Linked DNA regions of Mus musculus: regions 1, 2 and 4 are each linked to region 3. The links are chromatin contacts, called in public promoter capture Hi-C maps. All regions are on one chromosome and are shown on one strand. The core of a region is the stretch at or near the end of the contact, and the rest is flanking DNA. Distances in the headings are between cores, read along the strand shown.

Region 1 (6,913 bases), core at 4,002-6,501, 380 kb after region 3:
TTTGTCTATTAAGAATTCACAGCCAGATGGGGAGTGTCCTTACGGAAGACCCCTATGGGCCCAGTTCTCCTGGCTCCACGCTGATTTCTCAGGGAGAAACACCGAGTCCAACAGCACCAGACTTAGACGCAAACCCGCTACTTCCTTCAAACTCTCGACCATCTACGGTGTATTTGTTGATATAAAGCCCGGCGCTGGTTTCCTGTTTTGTTGCGGGCAGTGAGCATCAACCAGGTTGAGAAGGGGTCCTTTTCACATGGCAGCTGCAGGCGCCGGGTTGCCAGGAGGTACCCCATTCTTCCAGCATCCATCCCAGTGGCTCTGAGCTCACTCCCAGAGTCCGGCAAGCTGGTGCCCTGGTCGGGATGCCTGCCACTCACTGTGGAAAGAAGCGTATTCCTTCAGGTTGAGCCTCTATTTACAGGAATTCGGTCCCTCTGCATCCAACTCATATTAGGGTCCTTTAGGTGAAGTCTCAGTTTCCAGATGTGGTGAAGGACAGCGCAATGACGCCATTAGAACACGGAGAGAGCTCTCGGCACCATCTAAATCACTCGGTTGAAGGGATCTCAGGCAGCGGGGTAGGGGGTGCTGCTCCCCAGAGCCTGAAACCTGCTGCTAGTGCTTCTAAAACGGGGGAGGGGTGCGGGCGGAGGTGCCTTCTCCCTTCTTTGAGACTCGGTAAGAAATAGAGGGTGATGCAGTTGGAGTTCTCTTTACTATCTCTTCCCGATGGCTGGCTCCAGGCTGGTCCCGTTGTACCTGGTCCAATCCAGCAGGCAGTGAATGAGTCACTTATCCAATAATTTGCCCTCCTCAAAGTCCGTCTTGGGGTGATCTTAGAGGCAAGGTCTGTGACTTTCTTTCTTGACCTCCCAACTCCACATCAATGTGGGTCACCATAGTACAGAGCGACTGACTACTCATGTTCCAAAATTATCCCCACAACACGAAATGTTTCCTTTACTTCATTATTGCTTCTCTATAGAACAAGAACCTCAAATGGGTCATATGACATTCTCCTGTGCTCTGGCCAGCCCAGAATCCCGGATACCCCCCTCATACACACACACACACACACACACACACACACACACACACACACACACACCAAAAAGGGGGCGCTGCTTTCACCCTGGTGCATACAGGATTGAGGTCCCTCAGAAACTCAACTTCACACTTATTCCATTCCTAAATGGTTTACTGGTAAGGATTCTGAGGAGTTAACTTCTTTGAGAATTTCTCTCTCCCCTCGTCTGCTCAATTGCCTTCCCCTTTCTAAATCTTTCTTGCTTTGCCATTATCTCTTTGCCCCCCACCCCCAGCCTGCCTGGGGTGGAATCAGAGGGTAAGGTGTCCTGCAAATCCAGCCCATAAAGCTGCTTGGATACATTAGAAACACATGAATATCCCGAAATACAAAGTGTCTTTAAAACCAGCCATGGACTGTTTATCCTAATACCAGATCAATGCAAAGAAGTAGTTCCAGAGAATGGTGCTGACAGCCTCTTCCGAGTTAAAGTGAGGGCAGGTAAATTTAATTTGCAAATGAAAATCAAATCTGATCAGACCTCCTGTTTGGTTCCCTTTGTCCTTTTCTTCTCCAACCCTAGGAGCCTAGGGTCTAGGAGCCCAGGGTCCTGTAATCCTGGTTGGTCAGGAGTCCTCTATCAAGAAAAAAAAAAAAAAAAATGCAGCCAAATCAGGCCAGATGCAAGAGGGCTGTCAGCGCCAATGGACCCAGGTTTGACTAGTAAAACCAAGAGCTTAGGAAAACCTATGGAGACCCCTTGAACAAAGGCTGGGCTGTAGCCATGCTGCCCTTGAAGGCCTTCGCTGAGAAATCTGCATGCATCAGACAAAACTGGGGCATCAGTGGAGACTTCTCTAGCTTCCACCCCAGCCTGGCTCTTGGCTCCAGAGCTCCTATGGCCACTATTGTCTGAAGGTGACCGTGAATGCTCTGACTTCTCTTCCCTAAGCCATGGAGAACCATGTTAAGTTGTTGGTGTTTCTGCAAGAAGAACCCCAAGCCTGAAGACAAAAAGAGCTCAGAAAGTCAGGCCCTGCCAGCTGGACAGACACACAAATTTTCCCTGTGCCTTTGGTAAATGAGGAAGAACACTGGATGAGACTGCTGGCTCTTTAAGAGTCAGGCTTCATCCTCCAGCCGTTCTTTTCCCACACCAAGCTGGTCTGGTATAGTCTGGAGCATTGTATAAGAAACCATTAATGAATCTCTTCTCTCCCTCTGAAAGTCTGAGGAATTGCTGTTTTACAGTGAGTAGAATTTCTAGAAAGTCTTACCCCAAATTATTCCCAGAGTTCATTCTAATATGAGAAACAATTTCCAATGATGCCTACAGCTCAATTACTAGCAGGACATGCAGATACTTTAAAACAGTGAAGAAGCAACCCAGGAAAGGGAGAAGGAGCTAGATATGCTCCTATGCCCTTGATACAAGCCTAGTAGAAAATCCACATCAATGTATGAGATTTAAGACAGGGGGAGAACAAGGATGCTACTTTCTCTAAATAATTCTGTCTTGGGTTTTCTCTCTCTCTCTTTTAAATTGATAAGAAAATATAAACTTCAGTAATTCACATTCCAAGTCCTTCCACGACAGGGATACCACGTGTAGGAAGCAAAGCCCACTGAATTCAAAGATGCAGCCCAAAGCCTCCCCGCTGCTTCGTTCTTCCCAGACAAACCTGCTTCTGATTCCTCTGTGGAAAAAGATGAGTTCCTTTCTCACCATTTTTGGAGCCGGAGGGACCCAGCCGACTTTGGCAGTCTGTAGAGCTGAGGCCCTTCCCCTGAGTGCAGGGCTCCCGGCTCCAGTGAACTGAGGGGGAGGAAAGAACGTGGAGCTGGTCTTGGCTGCTGTGTGGACCAGCAGTACAGCCACTGCCAGAGGTGAACTGGCATAGGCATCGGCTGGTGGAGCCTTCCTGAGCTGTGTTTTCGTTTTTTCCGAACCTAGCTGGAAAACTTCGGAGGTTCAGAAACCCAGCTAAGAGCAGGGCGGCCGACAGAAAAGAACCAGTCCAGCCTGTAAACACCGCCCCCAAAACTCTACAAAGAGAGAGGGAAAAAAAAAAGATGCTGAGAAACCAAACAGAGCCAGAAGCCAGATAGCAAAGGATGGGGGAATTGAGAGCGAGGGGAGGTGGGCAGTCGGCTCTGTCTCTGGGCTTTCATTGTAGTTTCTCACGCTGACTAGACAGCAACTTTCAACTTGACCTTGGCCTCCAGCGTGTCTGACCTGTATGTAAACTGCCCTCGAGTCTCCGAGAGTCTCCGAGAATTGGAGCCTGGAACCGTACTTCGTCTCTTTGTCACTGTTGAGTTTTACAATGCCACTTAGAGGGAGGAAGGAGTGGGGGGACGGATGAAAAGGGCTCCAAAGTAACACAGAAATCAAGTCTTCACAGAGGTTGGTTCTTTAGTCTGCAAATGGTCAGGCAGTAAGAAGGTAAACTCGGGGCAAATCAATATTTACCCAGGACCGCTAAAGTCAGGAGAGAAAGGACTCCCTGGGTGTGGGGGAGAATTGGGTGTGGGGATCAGGGAAGGTTTTATTGGGCGACACTTAACATTAGTCAGAACAAACCCAGGATCCGGGCAGATAAAAGCCTGAGCCTCGCCTTACTGGTCCCAATCTTACCAGAAGCCCAGGGGGCTTACAGAGCAGCAGATGAATTGGGTGGTATGTCTGATGCTCTAGCTTAGGGCTAAGTCTACAAGCTAGGACTAGAGAACAGGTCCAAGCCTGGCTGCCTACCAGAGCATTTGAGCAAAGATAGTACAGAACTCTTCCCAGTCTATATTTTCCAGAACGCACCACTTTCACTTTGACCATTTGTTCCCCTCTGGATGTCTGACCAGTTCACACTTGCACAACCAGAAATGCATGTAGTCCTAAGGAGGCAGGGTCCCCAGAATCCTTTATCAAAACACTGCATCCAAACGTTGCTCTCCCAATACAAACACCCCACCAAGCTCAAGGTACAGAGGAACTCATCAGCTGAACCCCGGCACCTTGAACCCACTACAGGCTGAGCCCCTATTAGGAGAAAAACCATGAAAGGATCCCAAAGAGCCTTTTTCTCTTTCCCCAAAACGGAATGCAACAGTGGATTGCCAGGTGTCTGAAGTGTCCAACTCAGGATCTATGGAGTGACTTGTAGGAAGTCCCAGAACCGTGGCTGGAGTTCCAGCCAGCAGCCCAGCTGGGGCCTGTTCCTCTTAAACCCCTTCAGGAAAAGGCAGCCGGACTCCTGAGACAGGAGTGTGAGTGAATGGTGCTTTCTTCATCTGAAATCCTCTGCGGACCAGAGAGAATAGCTGCTGCATCGGAATGAATAGCGAGCTGTATATACAAGTTGGACAATGTGGCAGTATGCATCTCTCTCTCTCTCTCTCTCTCTCTCTCTCTCTCTCTCTCTCTCTCTCTCTCTCTCTCTGTGTGTGTGTGTGTGTGTGTGTGTGTGTGTGTGTGTGTGTGTGCGCGCGCGCGAATATTTGCGCTCGCGTGTGTGATGAGTGTAGGAGATACAATTAGTTGTTCTGATCTTCTGAGTCCTTAGGCCTAATTGAAATTGTCCTCTAGAGCCTGAGAACAGGGAAGGGAGCTCCCAAATGCAGCCCAAACTTCCCAGAGAAATGTCCTGGGACCCTTGCTCCAGACTTCTCCTGGAACCAACAGGAAACAAACGCCCTTGTTCCCCAGGGGGGGGTGGGGAGTGCAATCTCGGCCAGGCGAAAGCTCCCACATCCTTGGGAGGGTCTAGCTGCAGAAAGATGTATCCATCCCTGGAAAGAAAACAGCCCCAGAGGTCCCTAAAACATGCCAGGACATCCTGGGCCAGTCCAAGGCCAAGGCAAACCCTCATTCCTGGCCACTGGAGAATTTACCTGACTTGTCCCCACGACCTCAGGTCGCACCCCAACCGCAGCCGCTCACTGCCCCTCCCAACCTCCGCGCGAAACCCGGGAAGGGATCGGGGTCCCTGTGTTCCCAGCCCCACCCGCCCTAGTTTCTCCCCCCCACCCACCCCCGCCTCCTCCGTGGGTGACTGCTGCGCGGCCGCGCGGCGGGAGCTAGAGCTGGCGCAGAGGACCGCGCGGGCGGCGGCGGGGACGGCGGGCCCAGCGCGGAGCCGAGCCGGAGCCTCCCGCTTTGCATACGCCGGGGGCGGGCCGGGGGCGGGCCAATGGGCGGCCGCCTGGCGCGACCCCGCAGGGCGCGACCCGCCCCCCTCGCTCGGGCCCCGGCCCCGCGCGCCGCGCTCTTCACTTCTTGGGGGCTTTTTAAAACAGCGCCACTGGGGTCTTCTCCATGCGGCTCGGGCTATGACAGCCTCCGTGCTCCTCCACCCCCGCTGGATCGAGCCCACCGTCATGTTTCTCTACGACAACGGCGGCGGCCTGGTGGCCGACGAGCTCAACAAGAACATGGAAGGGGCGGCGGCGGCGGCACGGGCGGCGGCCGGCGGCGGCGGCGGGAGCTGGGGGCGGGGGCTTCCCCCACCCGGCTGCCGCGGCCGCGGGGGGCAACTTCTCGGTGGCCGCAGCGGCGCCGCCGCCCGCCGCCGCGGCCAACCAGTGCCGCAACCTGATGGCGCATCCCGCACCCCTGGCGCCCGGCGCCGCGGCCGCGTACAGCAGCGCCCCGGGGGAGGCGCCCCCGTCCGCCGCCGCCGCCGCCGCCGCCGCCGCTGCTGCCGCCGCCGCCGCGGCTGCCGCGTCGTCGTCGGGAGGGCCCGGGCCGGCGGGGCCCGCGGGTGCCGAGGCCGCCAAGCAGTGCAGTCCCTGCTCGGCGGCGGCACAGAGCTCGTCGGGGCCCGCGGCGCTGCCCTACGGCTACTTCGGCAGCGGCTACTACCCGTGCGCCCGCATGGGCCCGCACCCCAACGCCATCAAGTCGTGCGCGCAGCCTGCTTCGGCCGCCGCCGCCTTCGCCGACAAGTACATGGACACCGCCGGCCCCGCGGCCGAGGAGTTCAGCTCCCGCGCCAAGGAGTTTGCTTTCTACCATCAGGGCTACGCAGCCGGGCCTTACCACCATCACCAGCCCGTGCCCGGCTACCTGGATATGCCAGTAGTTCCGGGGCTCGGGGGTCCTGGCGAGTCGCGCCACGAGCCTCTGGGGCTTCCCATGGAAAGCTATCAGCCCTGGGCTCTGCCCAACGGCTGGAACGGCCAAATGTACTGCCCCAAAGAGCAGACGCAGCCTCCCCACCTCTGGAAGTCCACTCTGCCCGGTAAATGGCGCCCCCTTTCCAGCCCGGGTCTTCCAGCTTTTCAGCTTCTCCTCGGCTCGTGCCCCAGGGTCACTAACCCCCCCCCCCCCCCGCATTCTCCCTGGCCTGGCTTGCCTTAGCAATTCTGCACCCCTGGGAGCCTGGCCCCGGCTGGCTGGCGCTGTCCGTCCGCCCTGCCCTAAGTCGAGCCGGTCCCCGGGCCCTCCTTTGGTAAAGGGTAGCTGGGAGGAAGCTTGTGGGTTCCAACTCCGGCAGCCCCTTTCTCTCTGGGTGCCCCACCCTCCCAAGCCCTTGACATTGACTCCAAGATGGGAAATAGACTCGATTTTGAGCTCACCAAATTGTCCCTGATGGTTCTCTGAAAAAAAAGGCTTCGTTGGAGAAGCATAGAATGTTGGGACTTGGGGCAAGCTGAGAGGAGCCGAGCTCTACAGAAAGAAGTGTTGAACCCTGTTGAGTGCTAAGGTGTGGACCGCTGTACATGCAGAATGACCGGATTGGGGTGGTCACTGGAACTCTGGGCGATTTCATTTCAGTACACAACTAACCATACCCCCCTACTAACGCTCCAGGCTTTGGCAGAAGGCTGGATTGTACAGCATTCGTGGCAAAGAGCAATCAGGCATTGCAAGGCCGGCAGTTCACA
Region 2 (6,579 bases), core at 827-3,326, 330 kb after region 3:
GGAGCAGGGCCCGGCGGCAGCGGCGGCGGCGGCCGAGGCGCCGAGTCCGTGCGCCGGGCCGGGATAGAGCGGCGGGTGGCGGAAGGCGCACAGCAGTTCGGGCCGTGGGTAGGGCTGCGAGAGCACGCGGAAGGTGTCGAGCGGGCGCAGGGGGCCGCTGAAGGGCGAGGCGGCGGCCGAGGCGGCGGACGCGGCGCCCAGGCCCACGGGCGAGTAGTAGGGCAGGGGCAGGTGCGACGGGAAGGGGTAGGGCAGGCCGCCCGCGGCCGCCGCGTGGCTCATCATGTAGGTGTAGAAGGCAGGGTCGGCCGGGTGCGGCCACGTCATGGCCAGCCGCTGACGCTTGTCCTTCATGCGCCGGTTCTGAAACCACACCTGAGGAGAGGAAGAGGAGCGCCTTGGAGGGCTGCGCCAGGCCCAGGCCCATGGCTGGGGGTGGGTGGGGTGCGAGGGCCATGCTCGCAGTGAGGGGGGCTGGGGAGTGGGGGGAGAGTCAAAAGCAACTCCAGCTGACAAGGGCAGGCCACCAACCCAGATGGAAACCCTCGGGAGCAGGACTGGGCAGCCGCTCAGCCTGCCCACCGGGCTTAGCATCACAAGCTGGAGTGAGGGTACTAAGAGGAAGGCCTGCCTCAATGGATCTGGGGAGGCAAAAGACATTTTCCCATAGATTTAGGGCTCCCTGTTCTTTGGGGACACTGTCACTTGCAGTCACCTGTCTCCGTAGTCTGTTTGCCTAGGAAAAGGACGGGAATCTTGGCAGCAGTGGCTGACTATGGACTGTCAGAGGGAAATTCTGAGTGTACCAGATTGGAGAGTCCAGGCCCAGACGATTCAGCTGCAGTAGACCGTTGACATCTCCTTCCTACTAACCTAGGTACATAGCCACCTCGAGGATCCTAGCCCAGCCTACCTTGATGGTAGTTTCAGGAAGGTTTAAGGCTGCTGCCAGTTCGCATCTCCGCGGTCTTGAAACGTAGTTCTCCCTGTAGAACTCTTTCTCCAGCCTTGCAATCTGCTCCCGGGTAAAGGCCGTGCGGTATCGGCGCATCTGGTCACTGGCGCTGCAGGCCAGGGTGCCTTGAGAGCCGCTGCCGCCGCTGCCACCGTTACTCTTGGGGGCCTCGCTGCCACTGGTAGGACTGCTACCCAGAGCATCGGAGCCTGGCGCTGCACAGGAGCCCAGAGCACACAGGTGCACATACAGAGACACAACACAAATACACAAACAAATGCTGACTTCAGGCTGGAGGAGGGGCATTAGAAGGAGAACCCCTTAGCTTCCTCAGTCACTGATTCTGCTGGGGCTCTGGAAGCTTCACCGGAGAGGTCTTGACACAGAAAAGGTTTGGGGCAGGCTTAAAGTGGCTGTTTGGAAGACCTGGACCTAAGGCATACTGGGTCTAAAGGCTTCCCTTCCGCTTGCCCCTGGGTGCAGCAAAGGGCATATCCCCTGAACTCTCTGCTTGTGTTGGTAGGGATGGGTAAGGATGTGCCGGAACACTGAATTCTTGAGGTTAATGTATTGTAGCTTGTTGGACATACAGTGAGCTTCCTCGATCTTGTGTGTGTGTGCACCAGTATGCCAGTACCAGGTGTGGGGATGTGTGTTGGGTTGCACCTATTGCAGGAGTGGTATATTTTGAGTATGGGTTGTGAGGACATGGTATGGTAGAGAAGCTGGGTTAGATAGATGATAAGATGATAGGAGATGGAGGTGGATACTTAACAAGGTGGTGTTGGCTGCCTAGGCCTAGAGGTAGAGGCAAGCCTTTCCCACCCATTCCCATGGTTTTGTGGAGGTGTGTCTGCTGATGGGCTTCCAGTCTTTCATTCCTAGGAGTGGATATTGTTGGTATAGAGAGACTCCCTTCTGAGCTATCCACCCCCACTCCCATTAGCCCCTGGTGAGAAGGAGCAGTGTAATTAAAGTACCAACCCCTTAGACCCACCCCAGAGGAGGGTGGGGCTCCAGCCCCCCTGCAGCTGCTTTTCCTTTGGGTGGAGAAGTGAGACTGAGGGAAAGAGGGAGGGGGAGGGCCCAATCCCCGCCTTTTCAAATGCAACCGGAGACCAAAGGCAATTAGACCATTGGGACCATTTCCGACCTGGCGCCGCCAGCCCGGGAAGTGACAAGGTAATTTGGACCTCTGACCGACGTGCAAACTGGTCGGAGGGCTGCAGCCCTCCGGAGACCAGAGTCCGCCACGATTTTACGGTCCTTTATATTCTCCGGGCTTCCGCGCCTCCTTGTGCCTTGCTCCCCTCCAGTCAAACTGCCCGGACAACCGTTTGATCTTGCCCTACCCGACGGATGTGTCTTTCCGTCTTAGCTGAATCATTCCCACAAAACTCGGGGGTTGGGAGGTTGGGGTGCGTTTTGGACCCCTCAAGTCAAGACTTGTGCCAACGCTGACATTCGTCCAGGCACAACTGTCACTCTAATGGGATAACACGAGAGCCCTCACACACACTAAGGTGCAGAGAGCAAAAGAGTTGTTCAGGTGCCCCCGCCCCACTCACCCAACCCCCAGCCATCCTGCCCCAAGGGAAAGGAGCATCTTGCACCTGGCCTGAGATGAAGGGAACTGTGGGTGGAGTGGGCGGACCGGGGAGCGGAGGGGCAAGGTGGCTACCTTTGCTGTGCTGGTACTCGGCGTTCCCGGTGGCGCAGTCTGGGGTGCAGCTCACCTCGATTTCTTCATAGAAATCCGATTCGGTGTCTGAGCTACTAGGTTGCCCTTGGCCAGAGAGGCTGTCCGCGGAGGGGACTGGGGGTCCCGGGCCAAGCATGGCCGCTCCAGCAGACCGTGGCTCGGCGCCCAGCCCTGCAGCACTGCCTGCTAGTCCATCGACCGGCTCCTCCTCCTGGCCTCCCCCGCCACGCTCCCGGGAAGTCGGAGGGCCGGCTCGCGGGCTCAGGCAACCGTGGGGCACCATCTTCTCTGGCGGTTCAGGCAGCGGGCTGCTCACGGCTTCGGACAAATTAGAGACCCTCTTACCAACCAGAGTGCCAAGCTGACCCCCATCCAGAAACATAACCATGTCCTTTCGGCTCTCCATCCCCGGACTCTCCAGAGGGGGGGAGGGGGAAAACCCCCAAGTAAGCTCCTAATCCCAGGCTCCCTGGGATCTTGGCTGAGAAGAGGAGCTAAGGCGACAAGGCAGGCGCCGGGTAGCCCCAGCGCCGTGTCGACGGCGACCGCGGAGATGGCAGTGGGGAGCTAGGGTCACCTTGTGATGCGAGCGCTCCTCTGTGCCGCACCGCCTCTGGGAGGAAGCCCCATTGCCCTCTTCTTTCTAAGCTGTCATCCTCCTGCTGCAATCGTCATTACAGTACCGCTGGTGACGCCACTCGGCGAACGCAAGTGGATAAATAGAAACGTCTGCCACAGTGAAGATGAAAGGAGACCCGCAGCTAATGGCTCGGCAGTGATGCGCCAGGTGTGGGCCTCGCTCGAATGGGGAGGAGAGTGTGAAAACAGAGAGACACACACACTGGGAAAGGGAGACACCCAGACACAGAGGATGCAAATGGAATTCCGCACACAGAAAAGGGAGCGCTTAAGGCGCGCAGCGAGTTCCACAGGGGCAACAGGACTTGGTAATTGAAAAATGCTTTTGAAATTTTATTTTATTGTTGTTTTGACTTCTGTTTTCTTAACCTGGTGTCTAGATCTAATACTAATGAAAGAATCCATAGCTACTCTTTGGAAGCTGTTTACAAACCCAGGTTTTCTGAGTATTAATACAACCGCTTGTCTTTTTTTTTTTTTTTTTTTTTTTAACCAGCTACTGAAAAGGTACCCTCCACCTCAGTTGTCTGGGGAGCTTGAGCCTAAAGTACCCGTTCCTCCCTCATCTCCCCAACCCCATCTGTCTCCCTCCTAAGAACCAAACTTTATTTTCATCCCCTAACAGCCAAAAGATATCGTTTTCCCCTTTGAGAACCGGCCTTGTGTGCTAACACAGTGTTCCTCGATTTTAGAAGAAGAAGAAAAATCTCTCCCCACCCAGATCACCTGGCTAAAATTCGAAGTGTTCAATGAGTTGTTGTTGTTAATTATCTCTATCTAGATGGCCTGATTTGAATTTGGATTGGCTCTTCATAGAAGAAAACATCTTTTGGTTTGGCTTATCTCCGGGCTATTTCAGGTATGTCGGTTAGGGAAAGGGTCTAAGATTGGCCTTTCTTTTTCTGTCTGTATTTTAGGTATTTCTACAGAGTCAACGAATTCTGCCACAAACGGCGTGTTCTAATGAAAAGGAGCTGGCAATCCGGCCCCCTGCTCTGGTAGTACGGAAGGAGCCCAGGTAGAAGGTGCTGGCCTTCTCTGATGGTTTTAGGGCAGCTGTGGGTAGATTGTGTGGCAAAGAGTATCAGCAGGGTTTGAGCTTGCAGGGTCCTCTCCTGGGCTCTACCCAAAAGAGATTTTCTGTGTCCAAAGCTAGAGGTAGGAGAGAAAGTTGTTGAAATGTCATGGGGAAAACAAAAAACAAAAACAAAAAACAAAAACAGGCAGTAGGCGGGGTGAAGGGACTAGGCTAATCCTCTGAGGAGGTGAAGGTCTGGACCTGTGGAATTCTGGGACTTGGTGTTTGGGAGAAGGAGTAGAAGAATCTCCTGCGGAGCCTGGCAGGTGGGCCAGATTGAGGGGCAGAGGTGAGCACCCTCCGAGTTTAGCTCCTCCATCCCCCTCTCTGGCTCCCCCTGCAATATTTTCCACTAGTGAGCAGCCTGCCCTCTTAGCTGAAGAAGCGGGGGGTGGGGATAAAAACTCCTGTGTCCCAAGGCAAAGCCCCAGCTTCTAAGAAAGTTCCTGTGATTCCCTCATTGTCCTCTGTCTCCTACCCTTTTCTCAGTTTCTCTCTACCCTTCCCTCAATCTGGCTGATTTAGGATTATGGAAATAATGGAGGAAGCCAGAGGTTTAGGAAAACGACTCTGGCTTTCCATTTCTCTCCTGATGCAGCAAATGTTTGTTAATCTTGCCTGGGGAACAAGGGCAGATGACAAGAAGGGTGGTATCCAAGCAAATGTGTCCACTCCCTATTAACCCCCAAAGCCAGCAGTTGCTGAACACTGCCAGCCCAGAAATCTAGAGAAAGATTTCAGAGGCCAAGGCAGAGATGGGGTCAAGGGGATAGTGAGTTCTCGGATCTTCTCCTGCCCTGAGGAGATATCCACCAATTCTGGCTTGTCCTGGCTTTCTCACTCCAGCCAGAGTCTGCTTGGTCTCTCTGTTCTCTAGACTCCTGAATCTGTCTCAGGGCTGCTGCTGCTGCTGCATCTTCTGGGGCTGGGCCTGTGAGACACCCACTCTCCCAGCCCCCCCCCCCCCCCCCCATGAACTAGCCACTACTTCACTGCCCTCCCTCTCAGAGGGAGGCTGGTCTGACTTCCCTGCCCCGCCCCCAGCTTTGCATTCAATGGGAATGTTCAACGTTTGATCCCCTTTTACTCAGCATTTTCCCTAGAGATGAAAGCAGAACAGAATTGTGAGATCAAGGGGTGCCATTTAGTCTCCTTCCTGGGTCAGTCGGATGGAGCCAGGCTTTCCTTACATCTCCAGGAGGGGCCTCAGACTCTCTGAAGGCTGCAGCCTCCTGTCTGCTCCAGATCTGAGCTTCATGAAAATCCCTTCTCAGCCCACCCCCAGTCCCAAATTCCTCCCCAGACCCCAGCATAGCTTTTTAAAGCAGCCTCCATCTACTTAGCATCCTAGTTTTGAGGTCCCTACTTGAACCTCTCCCTACCTATGCCGATGCTTAAAGAGAAAAAAAAAAAAAAAAGAAAAGAAAGAAATCCAACTAAATGTCACTTCTAATATCAGCAATTGGCCGACTTCAAATGAAGGGAGTAGAATTTTTCACTGCAGATGAAAAGAGAGTGCTGGAGAAAGACACGGTTTGGGGGTTTTTGTTCTGTTTTGTCTTGGGTTGTTACTGTTTTTGTTTTTCTTCCTGCTTGGGAAGTGTGTTTTAATCTTCACTATCGTTGTATTATGAAGGTTATTTACTGAGCAGCGGAAGAAGGAAGGAAATTTCTAATAGCGCGTGAAGCAAGGTAACCCTTCGAAAGCAAAGAGAGGTGACAGCCACCTTAGTGGAGTCCGCCCCGGTGCATCTCTCCGCTGCAGCCCCGCCGACTTGCAGTCCTTCTCCTGCTGGGGCGATCGGCTCAGATGCGGCCAGTTCTTCGAGGATTGGAATTCTCTGAACTTCAAACGCTGTGGGTTTGGCTTCCGCCCGGCTAGGAGGGATAGAGGGTGGCTGAGAATCCTAGGGAGCCAAGGGGAGATAAGTCGCGCCAGTCGTTTTAAATGGAATCTAAACCTTTGCTTGGGCCACCGAATGTGGATCCCCACGGAAACAGCTTCGCTTCGCAAGAAAATCCGGCTTGGGAGAGAGGCGGCTGCGGTTGTGGGAGCTGTCTAAGTGACCCGAGGCCCGTGGGGCGTGGTCGGCAGTGGTCCTGAGCGGTCCAGAGCACCTTTGCACATGGCTGGCTGAAAGGCAAGGGTGAAAGTCCAGGGACCTGCTTTCTCCCGGGGAGAAGGGGTGAATGCGTCGTCTAGGG
Region 3 (7,126 bases), core at 2,959-5,458:
GTATTTTCAAGATTTGGTTGTGAATCCTTTCTCAGTCTAAGGACATTCCCTACTGGGGGCTGTGAGAGAATGAAGAAAAGACAGAGACAAAGGCACATGTGGAAGAAGCAGGGATCAGGTGGGCTGGGCTTTCAGATGGAGAAACAGCAGCACCCCAGAAGCTCAGTGTGTTTATTGTAGAGAGTTGAACAGAGAGGCAGGGCTATTGCATACAGCTGAATCAGAAGGCAGGGTTATTACATACAGATAAACAAGGATGCAGTTTTTATGATATACAGCTGGATCAAGAAAATGTTTCTAGGGCTGGAGAGATGGCTCAGTGGTTAAGAGCACTGACTGCTCTTCTGAAGGTTCTGAGTTCAAGTCCAAGCAAGCACATGGTGGCTCACAACCATCATTGATGAGATCTGATGCCCTCTTCTGGTGTGTCTGAAGACAGCTACAGTACTTACATATAACAATAAATAAATCTTTGGGCTGGAGCAATCGGGGCTGGAGAGAGTAGGGCCGGAGTGAGAGCAGAGGTCCTGAGTTCAATTCCCAGCAACCACATGATGGCTCACAACCACCTGTATATCTACAGTGTACTCATATACAGAAAATAAATAAATAAATCTTTAAAAAAGAAAAAAAAAAAAAAGAAAATGGGGTCTAGCTAACATCTAATCTCAGCAGGAACAGTCTTACTGGGGTGAGGTCTTCAGGCCATAAATATCCAGGGCAGAAAGTTATGGTGGACATTTCTGGACATACTATTAACACCCACAATTGGACCTCAGAGTAAGGCTTTGTCTTTTCCCTCTTGGTCTCACCCTGGGAAGGCTTTGCCATTCCCATGGGGCTGAGGCTAAGGGTCCTTGACATGGCTGTACCCGTATCAACAGCACATGTCCTCTCAGAACTTTACTCAGGGATGAACGAGGAAAAGAAATAAAAGGAGGACATGACTGCTTCGTAGGGGTGGAGGGTTTTATTACAGATAGAAGGCTGAGGCAGAGACATCTGGGAGCGTCCAGAGAGGACATGACCAGTGTACTGAGCAGGGCCATGTAAGGAGAGAGGAGAGGGGAGGGGGGAGAGAGCAAAGGGGAAGAGGGGGAGGAGAGGGGAGAGGGGAGGAGAGGGGAGAGGGGAGAGGAGAGAGGAGGGGAGAGAAAGGAGAGAGGGGAGGGGAGAGGGGAAGAGGGGAGCAAGGGGGAGAGGGGAAAAGAAGGGAGAGGCAAAAGGTAAAAGGACTGTGTAATCAGAATGGTTGGGTTATGTAGGGAAGAGCAGCTGCTGGAAGGGCAGCCCAGCCAGTCAGTCCCTGGGCTGGAGACTTTAAGGTGGAGAGCTAGGTATACCAGCCAGGGTGACCCTAATAGGAACTGAGAGATGCTGGAAGAACTTGATAGCCAGAATCCGCTTTGCTGTTAAAAGGCCCCTCAGCACCTCAGCTAGCCATTTGTCCCAGGGTTGAGACCTAACAAGGCTTCTTCTGGTTCTCTCATTTGGTCCCTCCAGCTCTGGGTCTGGGATATATTAGGTACGTAAAGAGTCATGGGATGGGCAGGGTGCAGAGATGCACACCTTGAAGCCCAGCACTCAGGAGGCAGATACAGGTGGATCTCTAGGAATTCCAGGCCATCCTAGTTTACATAGCAAGTTCCAGGCCAATCCCTGTCTTAAATCCTAGCCTCCTCAACTCCCCGCAAGTCTAACCATAGACAGTAAACTGCCTTTCAAATATAATACAACCTTCAAGTCGTAAGGATTTTAACAAAGTCGCAGTACTTAGGAAAAGCCACCTTTGAAAATCCTTTGTGAAGCAAGTCAGCGCTTCTGGAAGGAGACAATAGTCTGCAGGATATGGGAATAAATTAAAACTATGACTTAGCCCTTTGTGACACTGAAACAAATAGAATCAAACTTTCAATATTGGATGAGTTCCATAGCCAGAGTGAAACCAAAGCAAACTAAACCAAACCACACATAAGAGGTGCTTCCCTTGCTCTCCCACAGTCCCTTATTCTTTCTACTCCTAGGGGGATGGTGTTCACAAGAGTCGGCCTTTTGTAAGAAATAACTCATTTTCAAGAAAAGAGCCCCATAAACAACCCAGAGAAACAAAAACAGTAGCTCACAATAAAAATGACAAAAGCAATCTGATTGGGCGTAAAATCTCAGGAGGACTGGGATATTAACTCAAGGAGCCGCGGAGATGAATTGATGTGTTGTCTCGTGTCGTAAACAGCTCTGCTGTGGGGGTCGGCAGAGCTGGGAAGCAGACTGCACTTCAGCAGTTAAATATAGAAACCTGTAGGGACACATTTATTGCTTGCAGAAAATCCATTCCAGTAAAACCTAAAGAAACCAGAATAGAGAGACATGAAATACTTCAGAAACCAATTAGCCCTATTAGGGATGGAAGCACCAAATCGAAGACTATCCAGTAGCTACGATGTTATTTGTTTGTTTATACTTGTTTTGTTTACTTTCTCTTTACATCTGACTTTCTTTTCTGTTTTTAGGGTGGGGCAGAGGACTGTTTAGAAGGGAATTGGTTTCCTATAGCTCCAGATGGGTCCTTGAACTCCCGTATGGGTTCCTGGGAACATTAATACCATGCCAGAACTCCTGAGCCTGCAAAAAAAAAAAAAAAAAAAAATTGACAATCTTAGTTTTCCTTTTATCAGCCCTGTGGGTGACTAGGAAGAGGCACTTTGCTTTTTAAAGGTCAAACTTGAATCCCTTGATTTTGCTTTTTAGGATGACTGCAGCACAAGGAAAATGAATTAAAACAAGACGAACACAGGTGTTTTTTGTCATTTTGTTTTGTTTTGCTTTTTTTTTTTTTTTTGAGGATGGAAGGTAGGCATCTTGGTTTTCTTATTGCTTGCCCTCCCCCTACCCCCCAAGCCCCATTCTTGCCTCTTGGCCTACTTTTCTTCAAAGGTTACAAGTCTTGTTTTAGTGTACTGAAGATAAAAATTCTCCAGTGGAAATTGAATACTTTGCGATTATCCTCAAGGAACAGATATTCAAATATGTATACTGTCTTACTTAGGGTTTCATTGCTGTGAAAAGACACTATAACCATGGCCACTCTTATAAAAACAAAACCATTTAATTGGGGCTGGCTTACAGTTGCAGTGACCTAGTCTATTGTCATCATGGTGGGGCACATAGCAGCATCCAGGCAGACGTGGCGCTAGAGTTGGTGCTGAGAGTTCTAGGTCTTGATCTGAAAGCAGCAGAAGGGGACTGTGTGCCACACTAGCTGTCGTTTGAGCATATGTAAGACCTCAAAGCTGGTCTCCACAGTGATGCCTTTCCTCCAACAAGGCCACACCTTCTCCAATAAAGTCACACCTCCTATGTGCCAAGCACTCAAACATATGAGTCTATGGGGGCCATGCTTATTTAAGCCACCAAATATACCAAATAGTCAAATAAGGAAAGATCAGCAAAATATCTGTTTTTATAATATACATATATACTACTTCCTGGGTTTAAATGTACCATTAGATTTTGGGTTCAAAAGATGCAGGTTGTAGAAAATTTTAAACATTGACGCATTTCTTGGAACTCAGTAAGTTCCTAGAAATTCTACTCTTCAAAGAGAACAGTGCTATTAAATTACTTCCCTACTACTTTTCAAATACGACTGGAAAAACCATTGAGTTGTATATCACATAGATTTCAGTTATTACACACATGGTAGATTCTGTGATTGTGTTTCAACAGACGCTGAAAATATATATGTTAACCCTGGGAGGTCCATGTATTTATTACTGAAGTTAAAAATGAGTCCCTATACTAGGAAACACAACATTTCTGCTCTTTCCTTTAATACTGCAGTAGCTGCGGTTCTTGTCTGGGAGGAAGAAAAACAATTAGCAGCCCAGTGAAGAGGCAGTTGCTCAGTGCAGGTGCTCGGAGGAGGCGGTAGTGAGCGACAGCCACCGCCTCCCACACACCCCTCAGCTTTTGGGTAAACAAGAATTCTCTCACCCAAAGGTTGTAAATTCAGCAGGAGCCGGAGGCAAGGCAGGGCGTCTATGGATTTCGGGATCCTGATTGGACTGTTCCCGACTCCGGCCACGCCTCTCAACACAGTGCTCCGCCCCGCGCTGGGCGGAGTCCAAGCCGAGCAAGGAGAGCGCGTGCGCGAGCTGTCCTTACGGAGGTGCGGGCCATCCCGGCTGCGCACACTCGTAGTTCACAGGCCGTGTGTGAGGCGGCGGAGGTCACGGCGCGGAGGCGGGGCGGGGGACAGCATGGCAGCCTCCTTGGGGTTCCGGGGAGCAGCCTCCGGCCTCTGGTACTGGAGCGGCCGGCGGCGGCCCGTGGGCAGCCTTGCAGCGGGTAAGGACCTCGCGCCCCATCTGCTCTTCTTCCTCTGGTCATCCGAGGAGGGCTTTTCGCCCGAAGGGCTGCGGTTGGTTTGAGGGTAAAAGCGACAATTGTGGTCGCCTCCTAGGCCTGGGCCCCCTTGTAACTGCCTCCTGAGCCGTCAGCCTTCCACTCCTGCCCTATGCCCGGCTCCAGATTGTTCAGCGTTTCCTCTGCGGGACCCAGGAACAGCTTGTGATGAAGGGAGGAATGTTTGGGTCCCTGGCGTGCGCTTTGGATTTGGGGCTCCTAGGACATTTGGAGGGCTCAGCTCCAGAGGTGACCCCACCGCACCCACCTCTGGGACCCCTGGCCTTCCAGCTCCCTGGCTTCACCCTAAGCGGGGGCTCCCTCAGACTTCAAGGCCTAATTTGTGTTTTAACTACTCTAGTCGGTGGCATGGCGGTATCCTAGAAATCCAGCAAAGTTTGTCACCCTTGACCAGCAAGCAGAGCGAACTCCATTATGAAATGGAGTTGTGCTGCCTCAAAGTGGTGGACTTTTGTCGAAATATTAACCACAATTCTTTGCCTCAAAGTTGTGTCTATAACCTAACCGACTACTATGCTGTGCTGCAAGTATGGAAAGTGACCAGGTTTTAAGCTTTTAGAGCGACATGAATATCTGAGAACTGCTTTTCACATGAGGATCTCCCAAGGCCTTAGAATGAGTAAATTGGGACTTCTCCAACAAGATCCAGGAAGTACCCCTTGTTTCTCCCTGACTCTTGGATTTTCTAGGACATCAAGACACCTCTTTAATTAAGAATTGGTTGAAATGGTCATTACCAAGGCTTTTAGAATGCAGTTTCTCATTTGCTGTGGACATGACCATAAAGAAAAATTCCCATGAGGGTTTTCATATGCTACTTGTCTAGCAGTTAACCTGTTGGGAACATGTGTTGAAAAAAAAAATTGGTTGATTTGTGGGAGATACCGAAGGATTTTTTTTTTTAAATGTAAAAGTTTATTTTAACAATGTGCTGGTTAGCACTATCATATACAGGACTAGCAAACAAAACACCGTTGCCTTTGCTTAGCATGCAGGAGGCTCTGGATTCAGGGTGCTTGTGTTCACTTGTTTTAATTTTTGTGTAAGAAATATGTTGGGAGTTGATTTCTGAGCAGCTCCCAGTCTTTGCCCTCAGGAAAAACTTATGAAATTTCTTTCTGCTTTGGAAGAGCATTTGTGTGCAATAGGTAGCAGATGACAGATAAGGAATTGTGATTAGCCAGATGCAAACACATGATTTTGGATATAATTTTTTTCTTTTTAAAAACACTTTGAAGGGAGCAGCAGTTTTCTTATCAGTGTACAACATTTTGAGATCTGATTAGTTCAGGATGATATATTTGCTGTTTAGTGTTTTTACAAGGTGACTAATGATAGTTTCTTGAACCATTCATGTACCTTTTAAGGGTTATGAAAGTTCTTACAATTCATGATAGGAGAGTCTGAGGCCAAAGCTTATAATCCTATGCTCTGACAGCAGGAAGGACCTGTCTCCCTGGTGCTGGGTAAACTGCCTTACCAAGCCATCTTGTGCTTGGGCTGCTCTGGCCCAAAGGCATGTGTCTATGAACAATTAATTTTAAGAAAAAGTTCTTTAGTGATGTCTTTGAAACACTCAAACAATCCCTTTTTACTTTGGAGTTATTTTAAATTAGTTATTTTAAACTAATATTAATGACAAATAGTAAACTAATTACAAAAAATGTTAATTTTTTTTGAGATTTAAATCTTTTCTAAAAATTGGGGAAAATACCTCATCTCCATGCAACTTTGAAGTGTAGGAAAATGTAGAAAAGGAACCATGTTCAATTACTAATACTTGATGTTCTGAATTCTGTGGAGGGATTTGCCTCCATATTATGTTTAAGCTATTTATAGAGAATAGTTGATAGTGTTATAAAGACCCATGTACTTTTTAAAAAATGAGACTTACAAGGTGTCAACTTATGGCAGCTGTAATACATTTAATGCATACCAGAAGAAACAGAGAAAATAATTTCTTTCCTGTTTCATAATTCATTTAATAAGCAAATTTTGTATTTTTTATAAATATTTTTTATTACGTATTTTCCTCAATTATATTTGTATTTTTTAAAAAAGATAATTGTACTTAGCTTTAGGTCTATTTTTTAAAGAGGACACACACACACACACACTTTCTTCAACTAACTTATTGGGACTCCTCAACATGTACATAGAAAAATTGTATCAGGACATTTTTAAAGACCACTTGACCAAAGGTGGGGTGGGAAATTGAATAGCACTGTATATAGAGTTGCAAATACTAAGTTTAAAAAACTACAGATGCCTTTTGTGTATGTGCTTGTATTTCTTGTATGTTTAGATTTAAGCTTTTTTTTCCTCACAGTTTTATCCATAATACAGCAATTTGTGATTATATTCACCCACATTCCCCTCTGTTCTACCTCCTCCTTTCCCTCTGAACCCCTTCTTGCCAGCCTGTTCCCCAGTCACACCATTCACAAAATGATAACCCTTCCAGCAACACCCATTAGCAGGCAGAAGCACTACAGGAAGGGTGGGTCCTCATGGGACCACCTCTGTGCATGATGGCCTGTTGAAGGGTCAGGTGACCACGATTGTAGCAGCTGGGTGGTGTCTGGATGGTCTTGTTCTGTGGCATTCCTCATCATCCTCTCACTCTTCAGCGCCCATGGTCCGCGATGTTCCCTGAGGCTAGGGGAGGAGAAGTGATAATGGTTTTGTAGAATGTACTCCA
Region 4 (7,113 bases), core at 2,956-5,455, 410 kb after region 3:
AGCTGCTTCCAGTGTTAAGGCCAGAACCAGTTCCTTCCCTACAAAACTAATAGCACTGGTACTTCAAAATGTCTGACAAAAGGACGCAATACTTGCCCTGCTAAAGATCGAGGGCCAGCTCAATAGTAGGATTTAGAGGGAAAAATTTTTTTAAATATTTTAAGGACAGATTGAACCTGGTAAACAACAACAAAACAACAAAAAAATCAAACAAACAAAGAGAAAGAAAGAAAAGCCCGCACATTAAATATGGAATGTCAACATTCATAAAGAAAAGCAGAAAAGCAATTTTGCTCATGGAAAAAAATTCTAGTTATTCATAAATATATGAATGGGAGAATTTCTGAAACTGTGTTAATGCTGGACACATTGAAGCTGTGTTCACTTTCCTTCATGAAGCCTCAATCCAGCACTACAGCCCCCTAGATAGCTGAGAACCCCAAAAACATTGAGAATGACTTTTGGGTACAAACAGATTTGTTATTTCATTCTCAGGACCTGGATTTATTTATGTATTTATGTATTTTTTTTTATTTTTTGGTTGTTTTTTGTCTTGTTTTGTCCTGGTGAAAGTTATTTTCCTATTAAGAATGTATTTGGGAAGCTTGTAAGGGCCTACTCAGGAAGAGAATCTGTTACTAAGTAAAAAGCAGAATAATGGTTACACTTTCTTGATTCGTTTGCCTGGCATTTCTCTCGGTGGAGAGAATGTGTGTTATCACCAGGAAGAAAACCGACAATATTTACTCCCGAACAAACACAGACTCTGGCGGTGGCGGCATCGATGTGATTGCTGAACAGGCCTGGTTAAGGCCAGCAGGCACCAAGGGTTTTAGGTCAAAGGCATCCCAAGAAGGAAAGGGGAATTCAGCTGCTAAAGGGAAGGGCAAAGGAGAAAAGAAAGAAAGGGGGATGGCTAGACTTAATCTCCCAGGGATGGTGAATCTCCATAAAGGCAAGGAGCTCAATAAACAGAATATTTTTATTGAGGAGGCTAACACCTCATTGTTGTAGTCTAGGGAGACACTGGAGCCTTCAGGCTGCCTGAGGGATGCCTGGGGCTCCAGACTCAAAAAAGCCCAGCAGGCACTCAGCCCACCGCCACATTTAACTTGAGCTTCTGAGTCACTGTATTTACTTTAAGACAACCACTCCAGTCCAGTCTGCCAGATACTGGGCGGTGGTCCATGGTAGGTTCTGTTGTTCCCTTGCTCAGCCAGTCTCAATGAGAGTAGGACCGAGATCCCCAGTCAGAGAGGGGTTGCTATAAAGGCTCACACACTGAACAGGAAAAGAAAGGAAACCCTAAATTAAGCACCCTGTTTGGTTTCTTGCTAGGGGAATGTTGAGAACAACGTAACTGCTCCCAAAAAGGTTGGTGAACATTCAATTACCAATGCCATGGTCTGTGAGGCTGGTAGCAAGTGATCCAGTTTCCTCCTTCTTTAGTAGAGGCAGCCGTTGTAGTGTAATGCAGTACTGGAGCCGAGCCTTTAAACCTTGCCCAGCAAGTGCGGGCTTCTGAATCCCATACAACCTAGAAACCCATTTGGCTATCCTACAAGGCCTTGGCTAGGACTAACCTAAGTAGCTTGCAGTTGGGCACCTGGCTTGTCTTACCAGACAAATAGGCAGGGGCCCGCTGAGTCCAAGGAGAGCCCTCTAGAGAATTTGAGGGAACGGCTTGCGGTGGGTGATATGAACTCTTGGAAAATGATGGGTCAAATCATGGGAATGCACAGATGTAGGGGGTTTTGTTTTGTTTTGTTTTGTTTTACAAGATAAGTCAGAACTACCCTTGGACTACTCAGAAGGTTCCCTGTAACCCTGGAAGGTTAAGAAAGATGCTGTCTCTATCACTGTCTTTTACCTTATCCTTGTAGCCTCTGTTATCTCCAACACACTCTTCAATGGCCACTGGTTCTTTAAAAACCTCAGCCAGGGAAACTCCTTTTTGTGTGAGATCCAGACAGGGACGGCTCAGGAGCCTGGCTCACAGGCCTGCTGACCTACTAGAGCTCCTTTTCCTCAAGGAATAGTCAGCGCTCTTGGGACCCACTTTCCCACATAACAGCTTTCCAGAGAGGTATCAGAAGTGCTGGAGAGTCAAGTGCCTTTTCAAGCAGTCCCAGATTCAGGACATTTCCAGGTGGCACTGTTGAACACAGGAGTTCCACCTATCTAGTGAACAGAGCAAGGACCACGCACATCTGGAAGCTTAAGGTAGGGTAACAAGGCCTATCTGTGTGAAAATTTGCCTTGGCCTTGGGTACAGAAGCAAATCAGATAGTTAATGGTGTCTCACATAGACCCAGCTTTTATTTTCCAGAGAGGCTGTCTGCAGAGAGCTGCTGCTCATCTGAATTTCTTTCTCTCTTTCCTTTCCTCCCTTGTCTCCTTGCCTCCTTCTTCCCCTTCTGTCCCTCTTTCTTTCTTTATCCCTTTCTTTTACATTTAGATGCTCAGATACCCAGGCCTCCCACCCATCACCTCTCGAGAGACAGAGGTAGAACTGGCAGAGATTCCTCTTGAGTATTAGCAGAGGCATAGCCTCCTGGGTGTGGGCTTGCCAAGCAGCTGCAACCAACTGCAGTGTCTTGCATCTCAGAAGCCAGAGCCTAGCCTCTACCTGGTCAGCTTCCCTGTGTCCTCTCCCTCTCAGAGTGCTATCAGGGTTGTTTTTGTCCTGGATTCCTTTTGGGAGGAACCAGAATATAGCCAACTAAAAGCAAGACTCTCTCCCTGCCATTTGCAGAGGTCTGAACAATGTGGTTCAAGGGTCCTGGGCAGTCAGTAGCTCTCTAGTTCCAACTGGAGCTGGCAGGACTGGGGCATCCTGGAGACCCTGTAACCCACAGGTCAGAAGTAAAGCATCCACTATGCAAGCTCCATGGATCCTGCCGAAAAAGGTCACCTTTCCTAAGTTTGATATAAGGTCCACATTTGGGGGCTAGCATGCCGTAGGCTGACCATTTTCAATTGCCCAAAGGTAGCACCCTGGGCTCTAGAGTCTCTTATAATAGGGCCCAAACCCAGCTCAGCCTCCTAGGGAATGGACTTCCTCATCACCACCTTGTTAAAATGTGCACAGTATACGACAAAAATGGCTGGGAAAAGGACTGCCCTCGCCATGTCTTTGGGGGTAGAGTGGGGTACAGACAGGTTTGGTCAGAACCTCCTGGAGCCAAGGAATGTTTAGGCTCAAAGGAGAGCGAGAGAGAAAGCAGTGTGGCGGAGGTATTTGCTAGACACATTCTCCCAAGGTTTTCCTTCCAGTTCTGCCAGCACAGAAAGGCCAGAGACCCAAAGCCAGCATTCTAGTCCTCTAAAGGTAGAGGATGGGGAGTATGCGTTTGCCTCTGAACTGTGGTTTGGGAGGTCGGGAGTGGTGGTGGTGGTGGTGGTGGGCTCTTGCCAGTCTATTGATTTTTCACCTCACTAAGGCAGCTGTGCAAGGTTGGATGACAGGAGTAGAGAGCATGAACCGATTGATCACAGTGAAGGAGAAAAACCTTCACTGACCAGAGGATGGTGTAAGACAGTGAGGACAGAGGATCCAGGCATTGATCATCGGCCGATGGATTTCGGACAATATTCATTCTTTGTGAGATGTTTGAGGCCGTACTGGTTTACTGTAGGTTCTGGACCGTCCAAAGATCTTGACAGCCTTAGTATGACTTTTTTACCAGCCACTTTGGGAAGCCAAACTTAAGAATTGAGGCCAGCTCCAGGCCCAGAAATGTATAGGATAGCTAGCCTGCTACAGGGCCCGTTTAAATGATCAAGGCGACGGGGACTCATGGCCACTCCATAGCAGACATGGGAGCACCCAAGGTTGGCTGGGGTGCACATCATAAACACTCCACTTGTTAACAGCGCAGAGCCCAAGGGTGCTTCCAAATAGTCCCTTGCATGGGGGGGGGGGGGGTACAGGTTCAAGAGCCAGGTCCCCCAACCTCCACTTTGAGGCAGCCCCCACAGTTCCGGCCTTTGAGCCATAGGTGTCAGGCGTGCGTCTTCTGGCCCATCAATACAGATTACATATTTATATCAATCGCGGGCTCCGAGGGCGCCCTCAGAGAGCGGCCCCGCGCCTACGAAACCAAACTGGGAGTGGTCGCGTGGAAACTCTGGCTCGGGATTGGCTGCAAGCGCCCGCCGCGGTGCGGGGGGGATTGCTAATCGTATTCAGCATGTTTTGCACAAGAAATGTCAGCCAGAAAGGGCTATCTGCTCCCTTCGCCAAATTATCCCACAACAATGTCATGCTCGGAGAGCCCTGCCGCGAACTCCTTTTTGGTCGACTCGCTCATCAGCTCAGGCAGAGGCGAGGCTGGTGTTGGTGGCGGTAGCGCGGGGGGCGGTGGAGGTGGCTACTACGCCCACGGTGGGGTCTACCTGCCGCCTGCCAGCGACCTGCCCTACGGGCTGCAAAGCTGCGGGCTCTTCCCCGCGCTGGGCAGCAAGCGTAATGAAGCGCCGTCGCCCGGAGGCGGTGGCGGTGGTGGCAGCGGGGGCCTGGGTCCTGGGACGCATGGCTACGCGCCCGCGCCCCTAGACCTGTGGCTGGACGCGCCCCGCTCCTGCCGGATGGAGCCGCCCGACGGGCCGCCGCCACCGCAGCCACAACCCCAGCAGCAGCAGCAGCAGCCGCCGCCGCCCCCGCCGCAGCCACCTCAACCCCAGCCACAGGCCACTTCGTGTTCTTTTGCGCAGAACATCAAAGAAGAGAGCTCCTACTGCCTCTACGATGCTGCGGACAAATGCCCCAAGGGCTCGGCCGCCGCTGATCTGGCCCCTTTCCCGCGGGGCCCGCCGCCCGACGGCTGCGCCCTGGGCGCCTCCAGCGGAGTGCCAGTACCCGGCTACTTCCGCCTGTCGCAGGCCTACGGCACGGCCAAGGGCTTCGGCAGTGGCGGCGGCGGCACGCAGCAGCTCGCTAGTCCCTTTCCTGCGCAGCCCCCGGGGCGCGGTTTCGACCCGCCGCCCGCACTGGCCTCTGGCTCGACCGAGGCAGCCGGGAAGGAGCGAGTCCTAGACTCCACGCCACCACCCACTCTGGTTTGCACCGGTGGCGGCGGCTCGCAGGGCGACGAGGAGGCACACGCGTCATCCTCGGCGGCTGAGGAGCTGTCTCCAGCCCCTTCAGAAAACAGTAAAGCTTCGCCGGAGAAGGACTCCCTGGGTAAGCAGAGCTCAACCGAGGGCTCAAGTCAGACGGGCAGACAGACAGACAGACAGACCCACAAGGAAGGAGCAGAGGACCAGAAGCCCGCGCGGCAGCCGTAGGCCTTGGCCCAAACTGACGGCAGGCTGACCTTCTGAACTTGTTTTTAATATTTGGGCGTGGGGATGCTGTAAAAATCCACGTCCGGCTTAGGGCCCCACACCAAGACGTCCTCAGCTCTGGCCCCTGCTCACCCAGACTTGGGGGATGAGAACACCAGCGAGCAGCCCTCCTCCCGTGCTTGCACTTTCTCGTGGCCCTGAGTACCCCCAAGCCCTGGTCCTTAGCCCAGCCTGCTCAGCGCGGCCCACGCGGGGGGGAGGGGCAGGGAGGAAAAGTGGCTCGCTTGCAGATAGCACGGATGTTTGTAAGGCATCCAAAATAAGCAGCCGCCAGAGCCAATAAATAAGCCCATTAACCGGCGAAGTTCGAGTTTACGATCCCCCATGCGTTTTTCAAAGTTTCTGGAGGGGCGGGAGTCCTGGTTGTAAGAAAAAAGAAAAGACAAATTCGGCCGGAACGCTTGGGCCCAGAGCTGAAAACCTAGGAATGGCCATTCCCCTTCTCCTGGAATCTGGTGCTGCCCAGCTTCACACTCCGGTTACTTGGAGGGACAGGAGCCAAACCCAAGCCCTTGACCCCAGAATCGGGTTTTTGGAACTTCCCCATTGGCCCAACTATGCCCTTCTCCTCTAGCCTGGGGCGATCTAGGAGGCTAGGGTAAGCCAGTGGAGCTGCCAGCCTCTCGTCCAAAGAAGCATTCCCTTACCCCAGCTTGGGGGCCGGCAGGAAATGCTTCCCTGCCCCTGGGTGAGAGGCAGAGAAAGGCGTTAAGTTCAAGATGTACGGCCTCGCCTCCTCCGGCCTTTCATTCTCTCAGCGCCCCGCGGCGTGGTGCTAAAACAGGTGCCTGGAAAAAAGTAGAGGAAAATGTAAATTGGGAGGACCGGGTGTGGATTTGAGGCCGATTTTGTCATGCCTTTTTGGAGGGATTTCTTGCAAAAGGAGGGAGGGCATAACCCTCTCTCTATGACTTCGGGCATCCCACTAAATGGGAAAGACCCGGAATTCACCCCCCTCATACAGCCCGAGTGGCCTCGACTTAACCTTCCCCTCTGTATTCTCTTAAACTCCAGGCAGTTCCAAAGGCGAAAATGCAGCCAACTGGCTCACAGCAAAGAGCGGCCGGAAGAAACGCTGCCCTTACACGAAGCACCAGACGCTGGAGCTGGAGAAGGAGTTTCTATTCAACATGTACCTTACTCGAGAGCGGCGCCTAGAGATCAGCCGTAGCGTCCACCTCACGGACAGACAAGTGAAAATCTGGTTTCAGAATCGCAGGATGAAACTGAAGAAAATGAACCGAGAAAACCGAATCCGGGAGCTCACAGCCAACTTTAATTTTTCCTGATGAAACTTCCAGACAACGTCTTTTCGCTTCCTGAGCGCCTGGACCCATCCTCTGCCTCCAGCCTCTGCCCCAGAACTCACACCTGTGCCGGAGCCCCTTTCTCCCTCCCACACTCGCCATCTCCCAGGCCGTTTCGTCTGTGCAGGGCTGGTTTGTTCTGGCTTTTTTTGTTTGTTTGTTTCTTTGTCTGTTTGCTTGGTGTTTGTTTGCTTGTTTTCTGGGGGAAAAAGCCATATCGCTAAAATTCTATAGAGGTTGAGATCTTTCTCAGTGTCAAGTCCTGAATGGGCTGGGTTTGCTGCCTCTGGGACCCACTGCTAGGAAAGGGCCCCAGTACTCCTCCACGGATCTGGTTTCCTGCCCAGCCCTGGGTAAACTTAGCCGGAAGCCTTAGGTCCCATTGTCGGCGCTGAGGTGTCTGGCCTGAGGTCAATGGTGCAAGGAGCCGCCACCGGGTTCGCCAGCCTGGAGTGCT

The links. Promoter capture Hi-C pulls out the DNA fragments that hold promoters and counts their contacts. Capture Hi-C pulls out chosen DNA fragments and counts their contacts.
Region 1: a promoter capture Hi-C map of 3T3-L1-derived adipocytes shows a contact between it and region 3, with 18 times the contacts expected there. The contact joins the promoter of Hoxa13 here to the promoter of Hibadh in region 3. A contact is called at or near these places in 21 of 39 promoter capture datasets (the 3T3-L1 cell line, 3T3-L1-derived adipocytes, the C10 cell line and 12 more), 6 of 484 Hi-C or Micro-C datasets (3T3-L1-derived adipocytes, beige adipocytes, embryonic stem cells and 3 more), 20 of 115 datasets of contacts at active chromatin or transcription factors (acute myeloid leukemia, astrocytes, bone marrow-derived macrophages and 13 more) and 4 of 9 other capture datasets (adipose tissue, liver, macrophages and 1 more).
Region 2: a promoter capture Hi-C map of adipose tissue shows a contact between it and region 3. The contact joins the promoter of Evx1os here to the promoter of Hibadh in region 3. A contact is called at or near these places in 7 of 39 promoter capture datasets (the C10 cell line, cranial neural crest, embryonic stem cells and 2 more), 3 of 484 Hi-C or Micro-C datasets (embryonic stem cells and nephron progenitors), 10 of 115 datasets of contacts at active chromatin or transcription factors (astrocytes, bone marrow-derived macrophages, embryonic forebrain and 5 more) and 2 of 9 other capture datasets (adipose tissue and liver).
Region 4: a contact with region 3 is called in a promoter capture Hi-C map of the SN4741 cell line, with 2.4 times the contacts expected there. The contact joins the promoter of Hoxa10 here to the promoter of Hibadh in region 3. A contact is called at or near these places in 6 of 39 promoter capture datasets (the HPC-7 cell line, the SN4741 cell line, embryonic stem cells and 2 more), 7 of 115 datasets of contacts at active chromatin or transcription factors (acute myeloid leukemia, bone marrow-derived macrophages, embryonic basal ganglia and 4 more) and 4 of 9 other capture datasets (adipose tissue, liver, macrophages and 1 more).

What each region holds. Positions count from the first base shown.
Region 1 is chr6:52,259,218-52,266,130 of GRCm38.p6, reverse strand. It overlaps Hoxa13 (homeobox A13), which reads left to right and starts at 5,251. Exons shown (of 5, transcript NM_008264.1): 1 at 5,251-5,494; 2 at 5,496-5,579; 3 at 5,582-5,589; 4 at 5,591-6,267. The coding sequence starts at 5,357. It overlaps Hottip (Hoxa distal transcript antisense RNA), which reads right to left and starts at 3,356. Exons shown (of 2, transcript NR_110442.1): 1 at 3,267-3,356; 2 at 1-762.
Region 2 is chr6:52,310,329-52,316,907 of GRCm38.p6, reverse strand. Evx1os (even skipped homeotic gene 1, opposite strand) reads left to right here and starts at 2,076. Exons shown (of 4, transcript NR_038163.1): 1 at 2,076-2,137; 2 at 3,338-3,604; 3 at 4,078-4,155; 4 at 6,011-6,579. Evx1 (even-skipped homeobox 1) reads right to left here and starts at 3,410. Exons shown (of 3, transcript NM_007966.4): 1 at 2,637-3,410; 2 at 914-1,170; 3 at 1-375. The coding sequence starts at 3,063.
Region 3 is chr6:52,637,382-52,644,507 of GRCm38.p6, reverse strand. Hibadh (3-hydroxyisobutyrate dehydrogenase) reads left to right here and starts at 4,208. Exons shown (of 8, transcript NM_145567.1): 1 at 4,208-4,347. The coding sequence starts at 4,260. It overlaps LOC115490472 (a small nucleolar RNA gene), which reads left to right and starts at 5,153; the gene lies at 5,153-5,274.
Region 4 is chr6:52,232,031-52,239,143 of GRCm38.p6, reverse strand. It overlaps Hoxa10 (homeobox A10), which reads left to right and starts at 4,205. Exons shown (of 2, transcript NM_008263.3): 1 at 4,205-5,185; 2 at 6,364-7,113. The coding sequence starts at 4,210. The coding sequence ends at 6,638. Gm52902 (a long non-coding RNA gene) reads right to left here. Exons shown (of 2, transcript XR_003956434.1): 2 at 6,493-7,113.